2 separate regions of the Tachysurus vachellii genome follow, and region 1 is linked to region 2. A link is a contact called in public Hi-C data. All regions are on one chromosome and are shown on one strand. Each heading gives the region's core, a stretch centred on a gene start, on an enhancer-like site or on the middle of the called end of the contact. The rest is flanking DNA. Distances are from core to core; before and after follow the strand shown.

Evidence for each region. A called contact is a pair of places that touch in the nucleus more often than the background predicts.
Region 1: a contact with region 2 is called in a Hi-C map of blood, with 7 times the contacts expected there. The contact joins the promoter of LOC132847126 here to the promoter of haao in region 2. A contact is called at or near these places in 2 of 3 Hi-C or Micro-C datasets (blood and muscle).

The regions. Positions count from the first base shown.
Region 1 is chr6:10,133,517-10,140,221 of HZAU_Pvac_v1, forward strand. LOC132847126 (mRNA decay activator protein ZFP36L2-like) reads right to left here and starts at 1,955. Exons shown (of 2, transcript XM_060872117.1): 1 at 1,674-1,955; 2 at 1-1,492. The coding sequence starts at 1,763. The coding sequence ends at 359. thada (THADA armadillo repeat containing) reads right to left here. Exons shown (of 38, transcript XM_060872120.1): 37 at 4,270-4,439; 38 at 3,524-4,128. The coding sequence ends at 3,814.
Region 2 is chr6:9,981,550-9,988,453 of HZAU_Pvac_v1, forward strand. haao (3-hydroxyanthranilate 3,4-dioxygenase) reads right to left here and starts at 2,642. Exons shown (of 10, transcript XM_060872116.1): 1 at 2,433-2,642; 2 at 2,242-2,320; 3 at 995-1,078; 4 at 718-824. The coding sequence starts at 2,521. trnai-uau (transfer RNA isoleucine (anticodon UAU)) reads left to right here and starts at 4,259; the gene lies at 4,259-4,352.

The sequences.
Region 1 (6,705 bases), core at 705-3,204, 150 kb after region 2:
GGAAAGTGTGATGGTCTCATAAGCCAAAACACTGCGACTGAATGCTGGTCAAAGTCACCGGTGGAATGCCTTCGGTCGATATCTACTTTCATAGCTATCGGTTCGAGCAGAAAAGAGGAAAAAAAAACAAAAAAAAAAAAAAAACAGGACAAAGTAAAACTCTAATGCCACACCAAGGGTCTGACGAGTCAACCTGCCCCTGGTTGTTTCTTTAAAGTCCGTCTAGTTACACGTCGCTAATGAGACGCCATTTTAATAACGGTTAACTTTAGGAAGTCCTCCAGTCCGTTAAAGAAATAAAGAACAGGGCGAATCCCATACAATGCAAAACATAACGAAAGACAACCACGCTAACTTATTAATCATCAGAAATCGACAGCCTGCTGAAGATTGGCAAACGTCTCCCGGCCTCCAAGCTGGGCGACTCGGAGCCGCTGAGACTTCCTGAAGAGCCGCTGGCGTAGCTGTCGCGGTCCGACATGGAGTCGTATGGGCTGGGGGGCGAGTCGAACACTGGAGACTCAGACAGGCGCTGCAGGGCCTGCAAGGGCCCGAGGCTGTAGGGTGGGGAAGGGGGTCCCATGGCGGTCTGGAAGTTGCTGTAGTAAGCGGGGGTGGACTGGTAGCCGCCATGTGCGTGCGCGGCGAGCAGCGCTTTCAGGTCCTGCGCAGCGGCGAACGAGGAAAAGGCGCCATTAGCGCTCGGCGCTAGAACGTCTTCGAAAAAGGGGCCGCTGGTCCGAGAAGCGTCGGAGGAAGAAGTCGGCGGGGGAGTGCGGGATGTGGGGTTGTCGATGAGAGGCGAGTCCAGTCCATGTTGTGTTGAGAACCCAGAGAAACTCAGGCTGTGGTGGAGTTTGGGTCTGTCTCGGTAAGCGGCCTGTTGATGAATCAGGTCACGGCTCTGCTTCAGCTCTGGCGGCACGCTGCTGCTGTTGGCGTTGGCCGGCGCGGGTCTGCGCTCGTCCGCGTTGTGGATGAAGTGGCAGCGCGGGCCGTACGGACAGAAGCCGATGGTGTGGAAGGTGCGGCACGGCTCCGTCTTGTACTTGGGGTGGCGAGACAGGCTGCGGAGCTCGTGGTAACCGTGAGCAAACTGGCATTTCTCGCCGTACTTGCAGGCTCCGTTCTCCTCGAAAGGTCGACACAGTTCAGTCTTGTAGCGTGTCGAGTTGATCTGAGATCCAGGTTTCTGCAACGCCTGCAGCTGCTGACTCCGCTCGCCCGTCTCACTGTAGGCGCGCTCACGGAACTTGTTCTCCTTGTTCATGCTGGCGGTGCTGCTCGAGCTCTCCTTCATGTTGCTGTAACACGAGGCCGAGTACTTGTTGCCGTTGTTTGTACAGTCAGCGCTGCTCGCGGAGTTGCGCCGGAAAAATCCCTGCGTGAATGAGCAGTTGTTAGCGAGAGCAGAAGCCGTGACCGGCGACCCCACCGCCTTCTTATCCAACATACTGTTGAGATGCAGAGCGTTCATGTTCAGACTCTTGTCCTGGTTCGGAAACAAAGTTAGAAAGTTAGAAACAGCGAACATTAAACCGTGCACGAGCTTCAAGCACACACAGACTAGCTAAACAGCGCGAGCTAACGCACGCGCTACATCGTGTTACAGACTTAAAGCTCAATTCTCTTCACAAATTAAAACAAACTTTAAAAGACAACTTCAGCATTACCTTGTACAGCATGTCGATGTCGTAGAAACCGGACAGGATGGTCGCAGACATTTCTATTTCTGAAGTTTTGAGTCTCAGTTGATCTTTCATTTGAGGACCTACTAAAAGATCCCGTAGTGCAAAAAGCGAGGCGTTTAGTTCACACGACCGGGTTGTGAAAACGGGTCGGAGAGAGGAGCAGAAACGAGAATAAACACGTTACTTGCTTGTTGCTATTTTGTTTATTGCTGCTTGTCTCCCTCCGTCAAGCGACAACAGAACACAAGACACTTGCCGTCTCCCCAACATATACGACCCTCAGACTCACGTGAGAGGGGGCGTGGTCAAAAAAAGCTGTTTGACGGTCGTCACGCCTATTACTTTCGAGACTCGACAAGGTGCTGATTCTGATTGGTCCATCACTCCACCCACACTCCTTAAGACTACTGTCGAACTTTTCAGAGGAAGCGCGAGTACAGAAAAGTCCAAAGCCGACGGTATTCCCAAAAACTACGGTTTTATTCATTGCGCGGATTTGACGTTCTTAGAAATTTACACAGTTAAGAAATGCCACCTAAAATTGTCATTTTGTTGTGAAATAGATCAATGCCCATTGCTTAAACAATGAAACATTATTTAAAGTGATGTAAACAAGACAAATATATTTACACCAGTTACTATAATAATAATAATAAATAATAATAATGAATGATCAATGGGTTAATGGCATTGAGAAGGGCGAATGGATAGATGGATGGGAGTGAATCTGCTGCTCTCTGGTACATTATGTACCGAGTTGCAGAAGCTGTGTAATCATTTACTAACCAGAGCTCGACTCAATGATTCAGTGAATGAATCCCCTATAGTGAATCGACCTATAGTGATTCATTCAGAGTGACCAAGTTTTAATAACTTCGCAAATGTTTAAAGATTTGGTGTTTAATCAAAGCAATAAAACATGTAGAAGTAATAAAAACAAAATCACGAAAACATATTTTGCAAATGTATAATTGCCAGTGAAACTGATTGGTTTGTGTGTGTGTTTGTTTATTTACATGTCTATACCTGTAGACAAAGACAATAGCATCTGCCCCAGTGTTGGCTTTAACAGTGTTCGACTGAAATCCACACACTATTCCCCAAGCAGGCAGCAGAGAGAAAAATAGAAATCATGTGAAGGAATGTGGTAAAGGTTCCTCTATAAAACGATCCCATACTGCCCCCTAAGGGTCAATGTTTTCTTTAAAAGAAGCATTGTATGCCACCTAATGGCCAAGACGTGAGCTAGTTTATATAGTGCCGAGCTCGTGCACAGGAAGCAGGGAATCATTGGGATTCAGTCACCATTACCCTCCTACCCCACTTACACATCCCCACCCGTGTGGATGTAAAGGGGTCAGTTATTTTGGACCGTTCCCAGGCATTACATCACTGTACAGTAAGAGAACATTTACTAATGTAGCCCTCAAGGCAATCCAGCTGTCTACACACATGCCAGCCACCAGTCTTGCTGTTTAGTGGCAATTGCATAACAACCCACACAGGAGGGGCTGCTGAACTATTTCTTTTTCTGGGATCTGTGTTAAAGGGTCCATCATATAAAACATGAAAATAAATAGATAAATAAAACAGCCAACAGACTGTTCAAACAACAAAATTGTGTAAAAGTGGATTTAAAAAAAAATTAAAGAGACAATTGATCATTAAATTTGGACTGTTCTAATTTTTTGTGACAAAAAGGACAAATGTGTATTCATCTTTGTGAAAATAGTAGAACAAGACATTTTTGAGTCATGATGCATGCATTGTGACTTCTCCCTCCCTCAGGCCCACACTTGCATACAAAAGTGCACAAGTCAACTGTAGACAAATGAACGTATTAAAGCTTGGCTTTTTATTTTGAATAAAACAGTTTGAGGTCGGAGACATTCCTACAAATCATTTACCCTTTTTAATATGCAAAAATTCCACATTAAAAACAAAATCCGTTAATGTAATAAAAGTCCTTCAACAATAGCCAGGAAATTCTAAAATAATCAGTGTCAATGTCAGTGTGAACACCACAAGGTCATTTGAAATGCTCTAAACCTTTCACTTCATTCCAATATGATCTTCCCGTCATTTACTAGAATGTACGAAGGAGCTGAAAGACCTTTAGTTCTCAACTCGAGATGTTTTGCCTGATTGTTGCCAGCACATTCTGAGTGAGTGTAGCCCGCTCGTTCAGCAGAGTCATCTTTGCATACTCTATGGTGGCAGAGAATTGAGGCAGAGCAGGAAGGGAGCTCAGTGCTCTTCGGGCCGAGTCTGCGTTAGCGTCAGCTATGGTGGAGAAACGGTCAAGCTCTGCCGGGCACAAACTGAGTGAGCTCGGTACTGTAAGCAGAGCACACAGGTGTCTGTGTAACAACGTTGCCCACTGCAGAGGTTCTGCCCACAGGTTCATCTCTCTTTTCTCGAAGAGGAACTCCTCATCCTATTAAAGATTGATTAAAGAGATGAATCTCAGCCTTAGCATGATGTAAATGAAATATTCTCTAAACAAAATTTAGAAATTCTCCAAAACAAAAAGGTGTAAATACAAAGTCATAATGTGACACATAAGTTGCATTCTTACCAAGTCAAACGTTTTCTCATTGCCCAGCTCGGACTGGTTATCACCCAGCATCCACTCTGTCAGTGTCATAATGCCAACAGCCACCTGGTCCCACACCTGGAACAGCTGGCACAGAATTTCCACTCCCATTTGCAAAGCAACAGGGGGAGAAACAGCTCCTTGAGCGACACCTGGGGAAAAAATGGTTTTGGGGGGTTAAAAGGAAGGAGATCAGGGAATGAAGGTCAAGGGCTGAACTTTGACATCCTCTCATATTCTTGAAGACATGCTTTAGGGCACAGGTTACTAATCTAGTCATTACACATATTCTATTCTAGAGCCAGTGATATCACTCTGGTTATCAGTATTCATCTTCTACCGCTTATCCGAACTACCTCGGGTCACGGGGAGCCTGTGCCTATCTCAGGCGTCATCGGGCATCAAGGCAGGGTACACCCTGGACGGAGTGCCAACCCATCGCAGGGCACACACACACACACACACTCATTCATTCACTCACTCACTCACTCACGCAATCACACACTAGGGACAATTTTTCCAGAGATGCCAATCAACCTACCATGCATGTCTTTGGACCGGGGGAGGAAACCGGAGTACCCGGAGGAAACCCCCGAGGCACGGGGAGAACATGCAAACTCCACACACACAAGGTGGAGGCGGGAATCGAACCCCGACCCTGGAGGTGTGAGGCGAACGTGCTAACCACTAAGCCACCGTGCCCCCCGGTTATCAGTATGTGTAGCTTTAATTTTAAAAAATGGCATAGTGTGGCAGGAAGTCCTTAAAGACCAGATATTAAAACAACCATAGGGTGCATTACTCGTGATTTTCTATGCGGCTCAAGCAGAGCCATAAAATGAGTTCAAAGCTGGAAATAACAGTCGCCCATGAACTCAAGATAAATATCTATGCTAAAAAAATGTTTCTTTCATAGTTGCCCAACAAAGAAGGTGGTTCAGTAAACTGGGAAAAACTCTACTTCCTAATGACTTTATTTGATATGTGTGTTTAAATGCAACATCCATCATCTGGTTCATATATTTATTAGTGGTACCAAGCATCTATTTTCTGTGGAGCAAGAAGCTCTTTTTCTGAATCCCTAGTTGTTAGGAACTACTCATTAGGCATATTACTTAGCTTGGACACATGGCAGACAATATTTTCAGGATTGAGATGCAGAAAAAAAACAAAAGCAAATGAAATATAAGACAGTGAAGCACAATGTCTGTTATATAACTCAAAAGGAAGCTCAAATAAGGTCTTTATGTATAACAAAAGTCATGCAGAATTGGGAGTCAATGGTTTGTGTATATTTTCCAGGGCTTTTTTTTCCAGAAAAAAAATAAAATAATGCAAGATACTTGGCAGGTCAAAGGTGACAGAAACTAGAGGTCAGTTACTGATGTCTTGCTTTCCATTTTCTCTTTCAAACCGTGACCCTGTCTCAGATGGCCAGAGAAGCAAAATGATGATTACACACACTGTGTGTATGTGGGGGAAGTTACTCTGAGGTTAACCACAAGCGGACTTGCTTGGATGATGGCTGCAAAAAACGAAAGAACAAAAAGAAGAGACACATGATAGGGGAAGTGAGAGAAGAGATTCAAAGATTCAAAGAGATTCGTCCATATGTGGTACGATATTAACGACCATCTACAGCAATGGTCAAACCCCTGTCAAGTCTTGACTTTTAATGACCCCAGTTGTTCATGCTTCAAAGCGCTCTCTGTGGCAACGTGAGAGTGAGTCACAGCAAGTTTGTTTTGCTTTCTGGCTTCTCTTTACCTTCCCTTTGCCTGCAGCCAACGTCCAAATTACTTCCACGGCCGACAGTCACCAGGACCTGCCAGTCTAAAAGCGCTCCTGCTAAAGGAGAGCATAACGACATCTTAACGACCGTGACACCTTCCCCCACAAGCATACTGGGAAAGTACTGTTGGGCAGAAAGTACGTATCTCCTTTCCTTCCAGAAACTTAGCAGCTGGGGGGGTGTTGGGGGTATTGAAGGAACGCAGAATGCTTTTGAATGTTCGCTAGTAATTCTGATCTAAAGAGCTGAGCGAGAATGAAGCAGGCTTTTTCTCTCAGCAATATGACGGGACAGCCCATCTCTGGCCTGGCCAGCCTCTGATGCTATTCATCCTTGGGGATTTGTGATGGGAAGTGTCGGCCTATATGGCTGGAAAAGGGCCAAGCCTGAACACGCCATCATCCAGGCATTAAAGGCATAATAGGAAACTCAAGCTGCTTTCTATTTCGGCCCTTTTCTGTGGTTTCACACTTCAGTAACGTGATTTCCCAACCTCTCCTCGGCTTACAAAACGCCCTCGCTCTCATGGTTCTGCATTTCTGTTTTTATCTCTTTTGTTTTTGTGTGCCTCAAGGTGATGGTCCCTCCTTTAGACAGGGATGATTATTTGGGAGCCTTATATGTTT
Region 2 (6,904 bases), core at 1,392-3,891:
ATTTGATGGCTTTGGCCAGATGGAATCTATGTTAGAGCTCTAACGAAATCAGAAATTACACTGATTGCTATTACTAATAAGTGACTCGAAAGCACCTGGTTACACAATTATTTATAAAATTATTTTTAATATTTTTCAAAATATATTAATTATTTTGAAATAATTTATAATCACCAGATGAGTGATCATCTGATGAGTGATTATCAGATGATGATAATATTGTCTCAGAATGTTCTTCCTTCCACAATTTCATCTGAATTGTTCATTAATCAACATTTGGAATTTTTGTATTCCTGCAAAGCTGCTTTGGATAAATATCCATTGTTAAATGTGCAATACTCATAAAATGTAAATATTTGTAATTTAACAATACATGGCAAACCAGTTTGATTGAGAAATATGTGTATTCTGTGCCCAGGGGACTTGGGGTTACAAGTCAAGGGACAACCTCAACAGGGTGCCAACCCATCACAGGGCACAACAATTTAGAAATGCCAGTCAGCTTACAACACATGTCTATGGACTGGTCGAGGAAACCAGAGTACTTTGAGGAAACTCCCAAAGCATAAGGCGAACATGCAAAATATACACACAGGCCAGACATGCAAATCAAATCCAAACATGATAATTATTAAGCTATGCCCACTCCATGAGGACCTATTGATAATATTAAAGTAGTAAATGTGACATAGTTTTAGTAGTATCTGGCTTAGTTACCGGAGACAGTCTGTCTCAGAGCGAAGTCGTCTCCTCTCCACCACTAGTCCCACTGTGTTGGCCTGCCTCTGAGGAGAGTGAGGGATTCGTGCCGGCAGCAAAAACATCTGGCAAAAAATAGGGCTAGAACATGCATCATATTTACACATCCAAACACCCAGTGATAATTCTGATAGGTGCATAGAAACAGTGAACTGACTACCATCAGAATCAGAGCTACAGCAGAGAAAGCAAAAGGAAGCTGACAGTTTAATCAGCAGAAAGTCATGATTCCTACCTCTCCTTCTCGGATGTGGACATCTTTGTGGTTGCCATTTTCAATCACTTTTAAGACCATGTCACCCCGGATCTGGTAAAACAGCTGAGACAAGAGACTGTGAGGTCAGTAACAAAAACAACAATATGACAGCTGGTTCACACCATCTGTGCTGTTTCATTTCATCCATTACTTTAAAAGTGAAATATTATCAAAAGAATAAGTTTATCCAAAACAAATATTCACCAGGAAATTATATATAACTCTTTTTCTATATTATAGTGTTGTCTTTACCATTATGTGCACTGTTTACCAATTAAGTGTCACCCTATTTAGGCATGCACTGACCTCTACTGACCACACAGTGCATACCAGCCTTAGGACATACAACCAGTAGCATTTTTATTTTAACACAACTGGTTTAACTCATTGGTTAATTTCCCAGGTTTTTTTTAATGAACAGGGATTTGCATTTGGCCCAGATGAATGGATTTTATTCAAAGAATAAGTTAACATTCAACCATTTTCTAACTGAAACTACAACTTATTTTATTATTTTTATTTTTTTACTCACTTTATTATTTTACATATGTATCAAATTGTAAATTATACACAGTATATGAAGTGTGAGCATAGCTAAACAGTAACTGGTAGTGGTACTTTGTTCTCATTGTGAAACGTAACTGTTTTTTAGAGGGGTCAAAGTCCAAATCCTCTAAACTTTGTGTAAGCATTGTGTCTCCTAAAAGTTAACAAACAATCTGTAGCCATGAGATAAACTGAAGGAAGGCAAGTGTGGGCCATTTTTTTAAATCTATTTTACAAACTAAAATTGAAAAATTATTAAGTTAACAAAAGGTCATGTCAAACCATGTAAAAAAAAATTTTTTAAGTAGATTCCATAAAATTAACTATAAGTATTATTATAGTTATTTATGAGTGAGTTGAATGACATTAAGAAGTTACAAAAAATAGTACTTGATCCGTGAGTAAGTGAGATTGCACCTGAAAAGCTACTCAAGATCTGGTTGGTTCTTCTTTAGCATGTACAGAAAGAAAATTTAAAACAGCAGGCTTTCTGAATAGTAACGGTAGTGCTTTATAATTGGAGGGCAATCACCTACAGTGCCTGTCAAAAACCAAAGTGATATGAAATTGAGAAAATCAATGTCTTTCTTCCAATGGAGCAAAAATCGAATAAATAGTATGAGAGATTTGGAGCCTTAAGTTGCCCTTATGACAATTTTCATTGCAAAGTCATACTTCACCTCTTCACCCTCTTCTATGTGGTAATCCTTCCGTATGTTTGGACCTCCAACATACATGATATTTAGCTGATAGAAGAACCTGAATATAATATATTTTAGTTCAGTTTTAATCTTCAGTGTAGATAATGTTAGTGTGATCATTTTAGTGTGATCATATCCTTTTAGGCTTAATTATTATCTATTCTACTTACATTAATTTGTTGCAGACAGGTGGTAAGAAAGAATCCTCATTCTCCTTAATCCACTTGTCTATGCTGATATGAAGAGACTCGTTTGTCATTTTTCTTATTTGGTTTAGGCTACGGTGATATAGCAGCAGCAATTTTAAGTACTTATATCATGCTGTGTATTTACTCTTCACCCGTTAACACTGTACCTGTTGGCAGAGAGAATAAGGGGGTGGGGAGGAGCACAGTCCATGTGTAGGAGCGAGGTTATGCTTAACTGAAATCCTTGTTTAGAATTCACTGGTAATGTAATAGTACATACATTAACCATGAATACAAACCTTTGGAAGTTTGTATAGCCTGGCTGTTACTATTATCTGCTGACTGGCATTTCTAAATTGTTGTGCCCTGTGATGGGTTGGCACCCTGTTGAGGTTGTCCCTTGACTTGTAACCCCAAGTCCCCTGGGCACAGAATACACATATTTCTCAATCAAACTGGTTTGCCATGTATTGTTACATTACAAATATTTACATTTTATGAGTATTGCACATTTAACAATGGATATTGTTCCAAAGCAGCTTTGCAGGAATACAAAAATTCCAAATGTTGATTAATGAACAATTCAGATGAAATTGTGGAAGGAAGAACATTCTGAGACAATATTATTTGTCTTATATTATTATATATCTGTTGTAAAAAATATTCAAACAATAGTGTTTATAGTCTTGACAGAATCTTGGTGAAAGAAACATATATTCTTTGATAAAAGGTAAGTTAATGGGAAAAAATACATTAGTTCTTAGAAGGAGGGGTTGATAATGAATTTTTATTTCCTTAAGCTGTTTTTGTTATCCCTTATTTTTTATTACTTACTTTCATTACTTCCATCTCATTCACTGTTTTTTTTTTTTTTTTTTTGACAAACCAGTGTAAAGAAACAATGCAACGTGCATACACTGTTTTGCATGATGCTGTAGAGGAGGACTCATATAAGACTGCAAGTTAACACTCTTGTGATGTTGTGGAATATAAAAAATATATATAGTGTATATGAGACTGGAGTTGAAGCACTGTGCTATAGAAATAATTCAAACAACATATGTTTTCTTTATACTGAGTGTTTTAACGGTTGACTTTGACTTGTTGTGTATAACGAAGCATAAAAGCCGTAACTCCAAAAACGCCCCTCATTGTCCTTGTTAAAGTCATCAGAAATAAAAAAAAAAAAAAAAGAATGATAATGAATCATATCCGGGCCTTTTGTTGCTGAGAACAAACATCAGTGGTCTGATTTTGCAAGGCACATCTTATTTTTTACACTTTTTTAAAACAGAAACCTTTAATTTCCTATTTTTTTTTACCCGTGGAAAGCTGGTCCTGTGAGAATCTCGCATTTTCTTTAAACCGGAAGTAAGCTGGCTATTTCCGCATACATTGGCCCCGTTGGTCTTCCATAACATGCACACGTAAAATAGAAATAAAAGCAAAAGTGAAAAAAGAAAAAAATAGTTTTCAAAAGTGAAAACATCCTTACTAAAGCCATGAAGTATATTCGACCGATGTTTAATAAATAGTCGTCTTAGTCACCTAGTTTGTCTTCCTGCTATGTTGGTTTATGTTAATGAAAGCGCCGTTTAAACACAGCTAGTTGTTTGCTACTAATCTAGCGGTTAACTAGCTGACCTAGTTAATATATCAGCTAATTTAATTATTGTAAAGCATCGGTCGGTTATACAAAGCACACGTTACAAATATATTTCTCGCGTTAAATCAGTAAACAAACAAACGAGTGTTTACAGTGATAATAATAAATGTTATAAGCCTTGTAGGAACAGTAGGTGGATGGAGCTCCAGTGGCGCAATCGGTTAGCGCGCGGTACTTATATAGCAGTACAATGCAGAGCAATGCCGAGGTTGTGAGTTCGAGCCTCACCTGGAGCACGAATTTTTAAAACTGAATCACGAATTTTTGAATTATGTCTATATGTTTACATCGAACATCGAAGTGGATCATATCTAAAGCAGCTATCAAATACTGTATTTTCAAATACAATTAATAAATGCAGCTGTAAAATAACCGTAGATACAGCGACTAATGGTTACAGTCCTTCAGTTGTCATAGATTTTAAAAGAACGTATTTTGAAGCTGTTGATATTTTTAATGTCCCTCTTCACGTTTAATAATCTAATTAAAGGATTACAAAAATACGCACCTCATAAAATGTATTTTTTCCTCACAGTACAAACATTTATTTAACAGTATTTCATAGATTTTGTTGCTGTTGTCAGAAACATTATTTAACTGACAGTGATTATACCAGTTTTTGACAGCAGAGAGCGGTATAAGTTAAACTATAAGGCATTTGCTTTCTTTCCGGCGTTCAGAGCCACGTGGTGGCAGTGGTGTCCAAGGTTTTCTAATGGACTACAATAAAATAAATAAAAACAACTTATGCTAAATTGGTAGCATGTAAATAAAGCATGCTGTTTGTTTAAAGGAAATTGGTACTTTTATATATTGATACACCCCATGGTGACAAAATGACACAAGACTTTTCCCCCTTTAAGTGGCTTCATTTCTGTAAACATAAAAAATGGTTAAGAGTCATATTCATATTGCAAAGATGATGCTGTCCTTTTTTCCTCCATAGAAACACTCTCTAAGTGAAATAAAAAAAAAAGGTAGATGTTCCCTGGCTTGTATTTTTCCTCCCAGCATTCAGTGATGTTACTATTGTATTTCTAAGTCTAAAGAATGGCTCAGATGGATATAACAGTGCTAGTTACTGGGGGCATGTCTGTTAGTGTGAAATGTAGATAAAGTGTCTTTGATGAGTTAGAGGCCTCTGAAATGATATCATGATGAATCAACCTGAACACAGACATTTGGCTATAACAACACATCCTCATAATTGTTGATTAAATGACTAACATTGGAATGAATGAACCAGAAGCTTGCTGATGATGTAAACAATATGACTGCCTTTTTTTTCTGAAGCAATGGATGCAGGCCAGGATACAACTGACATGAGATCAGTGGAACAACAGGAGAAGTGGAAAACAGTTTGCATAAGTGTTAGGATCTGCTCATAACTCTTAATTATCAGTTGACACTAAGGTTGTGTAGATCATCAGAAGTGTAGATTGCTTCAAATGAATTATAAGCAAGATTTTACAGTGCTTCAGTGTTTTTATGCCTGCTAATGGAGTCATTTCAGGGCATAAAGGTCACTGTGCTTTGCGTCTCCAAATTACCTACAGTTCTCCACACAGACAGAGTGACAGATGGATTAATAATTACACACGTATTGTATACACTTTACTGATCCTGTGAGGGAAACTGTCATTACACCAGCCAAACAAAGCACAGCAGAACAACATGCAAGTAATAACTAATTATTTTCAACCCACAGTATTGCTTACATTAGACATTTTTGAGGACTAAGGGATAAAATTAGAACACATTCATTCATCTTTAGGAACTCTTTTCTTACACATTCTTCTGGTCAGAGTTGTGGTTGATCCAGAGCATATCCCAGTTACAGTGAGTGTAGGGCGTGAAGTACACTCTGGACACCAGTCCATCAAAGGCTACCATCTAGACACATATTCATACACTCCATCTCACATAGGGGCAATTTACAAAAGCTTTTTTTTGAGAAGAGCTAGGAAACTAGAGAAACGGTTGGAAACTCATATGGACACAGTAAATCAAGCTCAAGATTGAACCAGGACCCTGGAGTTGTGAGGTGGCAACAAAGTTCAAATACAAAATGATAAAATAAAATAAAAATACAAAATACAAAGTGAACACTGAAATGTGATTATATTCATCATCCATTCAATTTCTGTACCACTTATCTTACACAGGGGATTTGGGGCACAAGGCACAGGACACCCTGGACAGGGTGCCAGTATGATACAGGACCATTACCATTCAGGGTACATCACATGTCACTGGTCTAGGAAAGGAAACCAGAGTACACTGAAGAAAACCCAAAAGTATAGGGAGAAAATGCAAACTTCACACACGTGCACAAGGAAGGCATGAAGAGATGCATAAATCATAAAGGAGTGCTTTTTCCTCATCTCTTAAATGATGCCTTAACATCAAACACACACACACACACACACACACACACACACACACACACACACACACACACACACACGCACACAGAAAGGAATCAAACCCACTACCTTGGAGATATGTCTAAAGTGCCTACGCCACTGCACCCACAGCATGATTACATTCTCTTCCAATATAATTCATTTGTTTATTTGTGCTCACATACAGAGTGACACTAATTAGGTCGACTGTTACCCCTGTCCTTTTAGGTCATGGACTTAAATACAGCACACAAGGCATTTCTTGTGAAATCAGTGCTCTGCCCATACAGGCCCTCTGTCAATGGCAAGTCAGCAGCATCCATCATCATAGTGTTCTGTCTGCACTTGTGGTGTGTCAAGAGACCATATGCCTATTTGGCTTT